Linked DNA regions of Mus musculus: regions 1 and 3 are each linked to region 2. The links are chromatin contacts, called in public HiChIP or PLAC-seq maps. All regions are on one chromosome and are shown on one strand. The core of a region is the stretch at or near the end of the contact, and the rest is flanking DNA. Distances in the headings are between cores, read along the strand shown. Region 1 overlaps Eif2b3 (eukaryotic translation initiation factor 2B, subunit 3). Region 2 holds the start of Plk3 (polo like kinase 3). Region 3 overlaps Eif2b3 (eukaryotic translation initiation factor 2B, subunit 3).

Evidence for each region. HiChIP or PLAC-seq counts read pairs in DNA pulled down with a chosen protein or histone mark.
Region 1: an H3K27ac HiChIP or PLAC-seq map of embryonic stem cells shows a contact between it and region 2, with 10 read pairs. The contact joins the enhancer-like site here to the promoter of Plk3 in region 2. A contact is called at or near these places in 1 of 39 promoter capture datasets (macrophages), 2 of 15 datasets of contacts at CTCF or cohesin (embryonic stem cells and large pre-B cells), 13 of 484 Hi-C or Micro-C datasets (ECoMG-derived neutrophils, bone marrow-derived macrophages, cerebellum and 6 more), 20 of 115 datasets of contacts at active chromatin or transcription factors (the 230-238 cell line, the HPC-7 cell line, the SCID.adh cell line and 11 more) and 4 of 9 other capture datasets (adipose tissue, embryonic stem cells, liver and 1 more).
Region 3: an H3K4me3 HiChIP or PLAC-seq map of the SCID.adh cell line shows a contact between it and region 2, with 14 read pairs. The contact joins the enhancer-like site here to the promoter of Plk3 in region 2. A contact is called at or near these places in 14 of 39 promoter capture datasets (3T3-L1-derived adipocytes, the C10 cell line, the HPC-7 cell line and 9 more), 3 of 15 datasets of contacts at CTCF or cohesin (CD8 T cells, the NIH/3T3 cell line and large pre-B cells), 33 of 484 Hi-C or Micro-C datasets (the AML12 cell line, B cells, the C3H10T1/2 cell line and 19 more), 39 of 115 datasets of contacts at active chromatin or transcription factors (the 230-238 cell line, CD8 T cells, the HPC-7 cell line and 29 more) and 4 of 9 other capture datasets (adipose tissue, embryonic stem cells, liver and 1 more).

The regions. Positions count from the first base shown.
Region 1 is chr4:117,055,263-117,058,169 of GRCm38.p6, reverse strand. The region is part of intron 5 of Eif2b3 (eukaryotic translation initiation factor 2B, subunit 3); the gene reads right to left. Among named protein-coding and RNA genes, the nearest start is that of Eif2b3, 37 kb to the right of the region's middle. Within about 2 kb of position 1,454, at least 34 of the 459 cell types and tissues checked have an H3K27ac peak or open chromatin away from gene starts, as enhancers often do. A contact at or near this core is called in embryonic stem cells, trophoblast stem cells and uterus, where this site is marked.
Region 2 is chr4:117,132,533-117,135,506 of GRCm38.p6, reverse strand. Plk3 (polo like kinase 3) reads left to right here and starts at 1,544. Exons shown (of 15, transcript NM_013807.3): 1 at 1,544-1,855; 2 at 2,005-2,112; 3 at 2,202-2,318; 4 at 2,473-2,602; 5 at 2,693-2,780. The coding sequence starts at 1,643.
Region 3 is chr4:117,032,689-117,035,693 of GRCm38.p6, reverse strand. All of the region lies in intron 3 of Eif2b3 (eukaryotic translation initiation factor 2B, subunit 3), which reads right to left. Among named protein-coding and RNA genes, the nearest start is that of Eif2b3, 15 kb to the right of the region's middle. Within about 2 kb of position 1,408, at least 16 of the 459 cell types and tissues checked have an H3K27ac peak or open chromatin away from gene starts, as enhancers often do. A contact at or near this core is called in the SCID.adh cell line and regulatory T cells, where this site is marked.

The DNA of each region.
Region 1 (2,907 bases), core at 205-2,704, 77 kb after region 2:
TATGCCAAGCATGGTAATCCATGCCCTTAATCTCAGCAGTGGCAAGTGATCTCTGTATGATCAAGGCCAGCCTGCTCTATGCAGTAAGTTCCAGGCCAGCCAAAGTTACATAGTATAACATTGCCCTTAATTTTTTTGTTTGTTTGTTTTGTTTTAAGCTGGGCAGTGGTAGGGCACATCTTTTATGCCAGCATTGGGAGGCAGAGGCAGGTGGATCTTTGAGTTTGAGGCCAGCCTGGTCTACAGAGCAAGTTCCAGACAGCCAGGGCTACACAGAGAAACCCTGTCTCAAAACACACAGACACTATATATACAGTTGTTGCTTATTTTAAGAAGTAAAGTTATAATAGGATTTTGTTTATTTTCTTCTGTTTTGAGACAAGGGTCTCACTATGTTGCCCTGGCTTGACTGGAACTCACTATATAGACCAGGATGGCCTTGAACTCATAGAGATTTACCTGCCTCTCCCTAACGAGTACTAGGATTAAAGGCATGAGCCACCATAACAAGCATAATAGGATATTTTGGGAGAAAGATTTTACTTACATAACTTTTATTACAGTATATTGTTGTAACTACTCTATTTAATATTAATTTTGTTTATCTGCAGTTTTTACTTTTAGATATTATCTCACTATGTCACCCATGTTCACTTTGATCTTGTAGCAACCTTGGTGCCTCAGCTTCTCAACTATTGAGATTACAAGCATGGGCCACCTTACTTGGGTATACACAAACACACACACACACACACACACACACACACACACACACAAAAGGGGGCTATAGAGATGGCTCATCACTTAAGAGCATGTACTAGCTGGGCATGGTGGCGCACACCTTTAATCCCAGCACTCGGGAGGCAGAGGCAGGCGGATTTCTGAGTTCGAGGCCAGTCTGGTCTACAAAGTGAGTTCCAGGACAGCCAGGGCTACACAGAGAAACCCTGTCTCAAAAAACAAAACAAAATAAAAAACAAACAAAAAAGAGCATGTACTATTCTTCCAGAGGAACCAAATTTAGTTTCTAACACCATATCAGACAACTCACTGCCTATAATTCTAGTCCCAGGGGATCCAGTGTCCTGTTCTGACCTTGTAGGGGCACCCATATATACATACGTACATGCACACACAGACATACATTCATATATACAAAAAGGACAAATGACCATTAGAACAACAACAAAAAGCAATGTGGAAGTCAGAGGAGCTCTCTGTAGCTGTGGGGTAGGGTTGTGGTAGGAGGAAGAATGGATAGGTGACTGGAGCCTAAGGAATTTGTGCTTTGTTCTATAAACAATGTACTCATAGCTGGAAGGAGGAAAGACAATACAGGACAAGTTTGAAAAGCCCAGAGACTGTGGGAAAAGCAGAGGAGCAAGGTTACAGTGGTGGCAGGAGAATGGAGTTAAGAGGCCTGAAGAAAGAAAGGCGTTCCCTCAAGTTCTTCCTCCAAGGCTACAGGAACAGAGCTGCAGGAGAGTCTGCGTGAGGGTGAGTGTATAGACAGAGCAGATCCAGGAAATCTGTCACTTGGTAGGATCTCTCCTGAGAAGGAGCAGCAGCAGCAGTAGCTTCCCTTAGTACAGACTGAAGGCTGAAAGCAGTTGCTGGGAGGAATGGAAGGAAGGCTGGTCCAGCAGAGACAGGCTAGACTGTAATGTGGGTTTGAGAGTTCAATCAAGATGGAACTGTGAATTTATAATGATGACAATTTATGCCAGAACAAAGAGTACCCCCCAAAAGCTCTATGTAATAGTTGACAAAACAGATGTACAAAGTAACTAAAAATTGAGGGTTGGGCTAGGGATACAGCTCAGGGGTGGAGAGCTTGCACAAGGCCCAGGGTTTATCTCCCAGCACCAGAGGCAGGGGTAGGGTGGGGAGGCTGGGGATGGGGATGGGGTGAGGAGGTTGGGGGTGGGGAAGGAAGCTTGTTACCAAGCCCAATGACCCAAATTTGAACCCTAGAATTTAAATGGTGAAAGGAGAGAATCCACTCCCAAATGTTGTCCTCTGACTGACTTCCACATGCATGTTATGGCAAGTGTGCACAACACAATACAAAAAAATTAATAACTATTCCTTATATATTATATGGAAAAAAAAGAACACTCAAGGCTGCACGAGTAGATATGCAAGAATAACTAAGGCTATGAGGGGGAGCTAGACTAAATGAAGAAGGAAGAGATGGAAAGGAGGAGGAGGAGGATGGACACTAGTGTAAGGTAGTCACAGAGAAGAGACAGAAGGAGCAGAAGAGGAGCGAAGGAAGTGAGGACTGACCAGTCACTAATCACTGTGTACTGAAAATGTTAGTGAAGGTTTTCTGTTTTGTTTTGTTTTTTTGAGACTGGGTTTCTCTGTGTAGCTCTGGCTGTCCTGGAGCTCACTTTGTAGACCAGGATGGCCTTGAACACAGAGATCCTCTTGCCTTTGTTCCCTGAGTGCTTCAATTACAGGCATATACCTCCACTAACCAGCTATTTGTTTATTTTTAATTTAAAAATATATAAATCTACAAGGACAAAGTCCAGGACTACACATTTTGGAAGCTGGACCACAGAGGAAGGGTGGTAACAGATTCAGTATATCCAAGAAAACAGAATCTTAAAGAGAAAGCTAAGAACAAGCTGATTGTACTACTGAAGACTCAACACTATCAAACTGGCAACATGATGAACCACACAGGCAGAGGTTGGAAGACTACCCTTGCACTTCCCAGTTCATGTAGTCACGTCTGAAGACATGAGAGTTCTCATAGCCAAGTTTCCTTACAGAATTGAAAAAAAATATGGAAAAATATAGCGTTTTCTTTCTCCTTCTCCTTCTTTTTGTTGTTATTCAGACAAGGTTACATTATGGAGCCCTGGTTATTCTGAAGCTCTATGTACACCAGGCTGG
Region 2 (2,974 bases), core at 295-2,794:
GGTAGCAGCGCCTGCCACTTTGCAGATGTTTTCAGTAAATCTGAGGTCTGAATGTATGGCTCCAAGTGAAAACGAAGGCTACACAGCCAGCAGGAGATCTGTGACCCCTGGAGAAAGTTTAGGGATTAAGATTCCACTGGGGAAACTAGGCAGGTGGTGGCATACTCCTTTAATCCCAGCACTCTGGAGGCAGAGACAGGCAGCAGATCTCTGAGTTGGAGGCCAGCCTGGTTTACAGAATGATTCCAGGACAGCCAAGTCTACACAGAGAAACCTATTTCAAGGAAAAAAAAAAAAAAAAAAAAAGATTTCACATCGAAGCCGGGCAGTGGTGGAGGGGCAGAGACAGGTAGGAAGTCAAGGCCAGTCTGGTTTACAGGTCGAATTCCTGGCTTCCTGGAAACTCTGTCACAAAACAAAACAAAAACCAAAACAACCCTCCACAACACCCCCCCCCCAAAAAAAAAACCCACACAGAAAAAGATTCCACATAGATCATAGATTCCTGCCACCTACTTGAGTTTATCTGTAATGGACTTCAAAGCTAACTGCCCAGTTGCAGGTCTCTAGCACCTAAGAGTGTCCAGTTCTCATTCCTCACTGTCTGGCCTTTTGCCTGCTGACTCGGTGCAATAGGTATTTTTGAGAATATGATGGGGAACTCAGGGTCTGGGGCAGAGGTACAGGTCTGGAGTCCCATCATGTCAAAGGTGAAGACAGAAGGACCTCGAGTTCAAAGCCAGCCTGGATCACATGACAGCTACTCTGCCTCAGCTCTCCTTTCCCTCAGAAGAATAATAAGGTAGAATTGGGTAGCAGAAGATGTAGCCTGGAACATGGTGAAAAACAGTGAATACTGGGAGGCAGGGGCAGGTGGATCTTTGATTTCAAAGCCAGCCTGGTCTACATAGTGGGTTCTGGGACAGCCAGGGCCACACAGAGACACCCTGTCTTGGAAAAACAAAACGCAAACATAAAACCTTGAATACCAGGCTCTGTTCCACAAACCCATTGCACAGTCCCAGACCAGGTAAATCGGGCTCTGCAGCGTGCTATTCCACAGTCCCCGAAGAGGGCAGCATGCTCTGTACCAGAGCAAGAGATGCTTGCAGGAAACCACCTGTGTTGGTGATGTGCACTGAGCAGTTTGCAACACCCCTGTCTTTCCTCCCCAGTTTGAATGCTAACCCTTACTGTTGCTCGAAAGAGGCCTCCGGATAACTGGCCTCCACTCCGACTTCAGCACACATTCTAAGGATGAAGGGGAAAAAAAGAGTCACTTGCACTGGGTAGCCTAGAGAAACGGAGCAGGGTTACACCTGCCAGGCGACTAGCTCAACCGGGGCTCCTTTAAGGCCAGAGCAGGAGGAGTGGCCTTTAAGAACGCCCAGGCAAGGGAAGATCTTTCAGGTGACGTAAGGCGGAGCAATGGGCGTGGCCTCTCCAAGCCTGGCAGCCAGGAAAGGGGCGGAGCTCGAGATGACGAAACACCGGGGAGGGGGCAGGGGTTCATTGATAAAAACGTCGGACTCCCCCTTGCCCTGGCGCGATCGCAGCGTAGAGAAACCAGGCAGCGCCACGCGCGGCCGGGGCCGGGCGGAACCGAGAACCAGCTCGGCAGGCGCTGCGCCGCGCCGTCCGCATGGAGCCCGCCGCCGGCTTCTTGTCTCCGCGCCCCTTCCCGCGCGCGGCTGCCCCGTCCGCGCCCCCCGCCGGCCCGGGGCCGCCTGCCAATGCCTCCCCGCGATCGGAACCTGAGGTGCTGGCCGGGCCACGGGCGCCGGATCCTCCTGGTCGCCTCATCACCGACCCTCTCAGCGGCCGTACCTACACCAAGGGTCGCTTGTTGGGCAAGGTGGGTCGGGGCTCCGGGGTAGCGTTGACGGAGGTGGAGGGGAGCTCTGCGGACCCGACCGGGCCACTCCGGAGGTGGAGAGGAGCTCTACGGGCCGGATCCGGCCACTCCGGAGCGCCCAGATCGATGATGCAGCTTCTTCTTTCTAGGGGGGCTTCGCACGCTGCTATGAAGCCACTGACACCGAGTCTGGTATAGCCTACGCGGTCAAAGTCATCCCACAGAGTCGCGTCGCCAAGCCGCATCAGCGCGAGAAGGTGGGTCCAGGCCCTGCGGTCCAAGGGATGGGGAGGGGATGGTGGCGTGGGAACCCTGGAAAGATGAGGATTTCACTCCCCTGTCGCAGATCCTAAATGAGATAGAGTTGCACCGAGACCTACAGCACCGCCATATCGTTCGCTTTTCACATCATTTCGAGGATGCTGACAACATATACATTTTCCTGGAGCTCTGTAGCCGAAAGGTCCGGAATGGGGGCGGGGTGGGTTCATTGGGAACAGGGGTAGGGGAGGAAGCGGGTTCTTAAGATCCAAAGCTGTTCTTGTCATCTTTAGCAAACACAGATGGAGGGAGGGTCTGGGAAGGCAAGCGGGGTCTGAAACAGTGACTTTCTGCAGTCCCTGGCCCACATCTGGAAGGCCCGACACACCCTGTTGGAACCAGAGGTTCGCTACTACCTGCGCCAGATCCTTTCTGGCCTCAAGTACTTGCACCAGAGGGGTATCTTACACAGAGATCTCAAGCTGGGTGAGATTCCTGCGTCTGGTCTGAAGGGTGGAGACCTGCGGAGGGATGAAAGGCGTTAAGAATCTGACGCGTCTCTCTGCTACTGTCTAGGAAATTTTTTCATCACGGATAACATGGAACTGAAGGTGGGGGATTTTGGGCTGGCAGCTCGATTAGAGCCCCCAGAGCAGAGGAAAAAGTGAGTGAGGGGATGGTGGCCACAGCCTGTTTGTGACACAGATGATGTACAAGGTGACCAGATATGTACTTGGGATAACCAGGGAAGGGGTAATGATGGGTTTTCTGTATGTGTGACAGTAGAGGTGGCAACCTAGGTCACTGGGTTAGGTGAAGAAGGACAGCAATCTTATGAGTGTATGGCACAGATGGGTG
Region 3 (3,005 bases), core at 159-2,658, 100 kb after region 2:
CAGGCCAGCCTGGTCTATAGAGCAACTTCCAGGACAGCCAAGGCTGAACAGAGACACCCTGAATGAAAACAAAACAAAACAAAACAAAGAAAACCCAAAACAACAAAAATATACAAACACTGTAGCAAGGCAGAGAAAGGCAGATCTCTGTGAGTTCAGGGCCAGCCTGGTCTACAGAGCAAGTTCCAGGACAGCCAGCCAGGGCTACATAGAGAGATTCTGTCTCAACAAAACAAAGTCTGATAAACAGAGATAATATAAGGCCCTCTCCACTCTATGTGTTCAGTATATGCACATGTGGGTGTATGCAGGTGTCAGTGCAGGGTCAATGACAGGTGTCTCCCCCAATCAGTCTCCACCTTATTTTTGACACACTATCTCTTACTGAACCTGGTACTCACTGATGTAGAAAGGTTAACTGGACAATGAGTCCCAGGGATTCACCCCTCCAGTTGTAGTTGCTGTGTTGCTGTGCTGTGCCGGGCTTCTTACATGGGTGCTGGGATCCAAACCAGGGCTCCCATGCTTGCCCAGCAGGCATATCACTGGCTAAGCTACCTCCCCAGCCCACGATAGGACAATTTTCATCTCTTGTACTAGAGAAACAGAGAGAGAGAGAGAGAGAGAGAGAGAGAGAGAGAGAGAGAGAGAGAGAGAGAGAGAGAGAGAGGAGGGAGGGAGGGAGGGAGAGAGGGAGAGAGAGAGAGTGTGAGAGAGAGAGCACAAACTCAAGCGATGAGTCTGAATAGGTAGAGGCTCCTTCAGAGAAGCTAACAACCTAGGCCATGGTGACAAAAAGCTCACTAACTTTACCCAAACAGTACTAGACCTTTTACTAGTTAGGCTGTAATTTCATCTCATGATTCAAAGTAGAAAAGGTCATCTTAACAAGAGCTTCCAGATGTAAGTCAAGAAGGAAGGTTGTTAGCCACCAATGAAGTTTATGATGACAATATATGCTTTCTATCAAAATTCCTAGCTTTTATCATTCCCCACTACTCTACAGCCCTTTGCTCCACAAAAAGGCTCCCTCTAGGGAAGGGAAATATTCAAGAGTACCAAGCTGAAAACAAAGCTTTACAGTTTTCTGGGTCATCAAATGAAACACAGGGATGTAGCAGCCCCACTCCACAGACAGGATTCCTACCCAGCAGCAGTGGAGAGATAAGGGGATGGAAACATTTCAAGTTTGTGGTCTATGAAATGACCACAGCAAGGGAAAAGCTCTGCTGAGGATCCTCAAATCGAGGAGGAGAAAAGGAAAAACAACAGGAAGAAGAAGGCTTTGAAAACCACAGTCTGTTTCTGCCATAACACCTGGAACATTCTCGATGCTAAGAGCAGTATCAAAGAAGTGCTCATCAGGTTATCCTGCAGCCCACCAAAGCAGTCATCAGAAGCGAAGTTAGCACTCACTACAAGTCAGCTTCAGACAAGTCAGGACCAGGTTCTCAGATCTCCCCTTACCACGCTATACTTACTGTTTTCAAACAGATAGAAATCTGACAAAACAAAACCTTGGGCAAAATGAAAGGTTCCAGGAAAGACTGACAGAGATTCATAATTCGATAAAAACATCAAACACTCTACTGAAAATAACTTACGTTTAGCTTTTGCACATCTAAAAATAGAATGTTTATTCAATTTTTCTAATAAGCTGTCTCCAGGGGATTTCATCATAATCTGTTCTTTGTTGTAGCATGTTTGCTGTTTCACAAAACATACAACAATAGTCGCCTTTTACATCAAAGGATTGGAATAACTAGACTTCTAACAACTAGTGTGTCAATGCCCTTCTCACTGCTTTCTGAATTGTAAAACTGAGGCAGAGGGTAAATGAGATTTGCCTGTGGCTACAGAAAAATTCCTGTGTAGATTAAATAGACAATTACCAATTCTGCCACTTTTAAATTAAGAGAAGTAATGAGACCTGCAATATAAGGTAAGTGCTTAAAACACAGGCTGTTCTATTATGGATCTGGTCTTAAGCCCCTTAAATAGACCTCACTAGTCTGCCCTCAGAACACTATCTAAGCAATAACCAAATGTGGTTTCTAAAGGGCAAGAACAGCACCAATAACCTCCAAAAGGCAAAAGGTTCAAAAGCAGATCAGGCTCACTGCCCAAGGAGTCACTCAGTTTTAATGTGCTGAGCACAGACTGGACTATTTTGCCAGGCGGCTCATTCATATGCCCTTAGACATGGAATATTCTTCCTACAATACTCAAGTCCCAGCTGAGTATGCTAACATACACCTGTGACCCCATCACTTTGGAAGTAGGGGCAGAAGGATGAGGAATTCAAAGTCACCCTCAGCTACACAGAATGTTGGGATGCAAGACCAGACTCCCCTTCATTGAAGAGAAAGATCTCAAGAAACAAGAGCAGCACACTTGCAGGGCAAGGATTCTTCATGGATACTATAGGAGACTGCAAAATTTTAAATGAAACTTGCACTTTGGGAAGTAGAAGAAATGGGTATAAGTGTATATCAAAGTATATCAAAACTCAGGAATAGTGCCAGGCATGGTATTGCACCCAGGAGGCTAAGGTTGAGAGTCAGAGGCTAACCTGGGCTAATGGCAAGACTCTGTCTCAAAAGTCCCAAAACTCAAAACCAAAAGCAAAGCTGGTGCACACCTTTGACCTTAGCACTTGGGAGGCAGAGGCAGGTGGATCTCTGTGAGTTCAAGACCAGCCTGGTCTACAAAAGTTCTAGGAGAGCCAGGGCTACACAGAGAAACCTTGTGTCTAGAAAAACCAAAACCAAAATCAAACCAAACCAAACCAACAACAACAAAAACAACAAAACCCAAAACAAAACACCAAAAGCAAAACCAAACCCCTGTCTAGGACAGGGTCTAGCTTTTGATGAGTACCCAGGCAGCTAAGCTCTGGAATATATTATTTAAGCTCTCTCAATAGAGGGTCAAGTTTCTCAACAGTAAAGGAAACTCATATTGTCTATCTTTCAAGGTGGGTTGTATAGATTAGAAATTTAGAT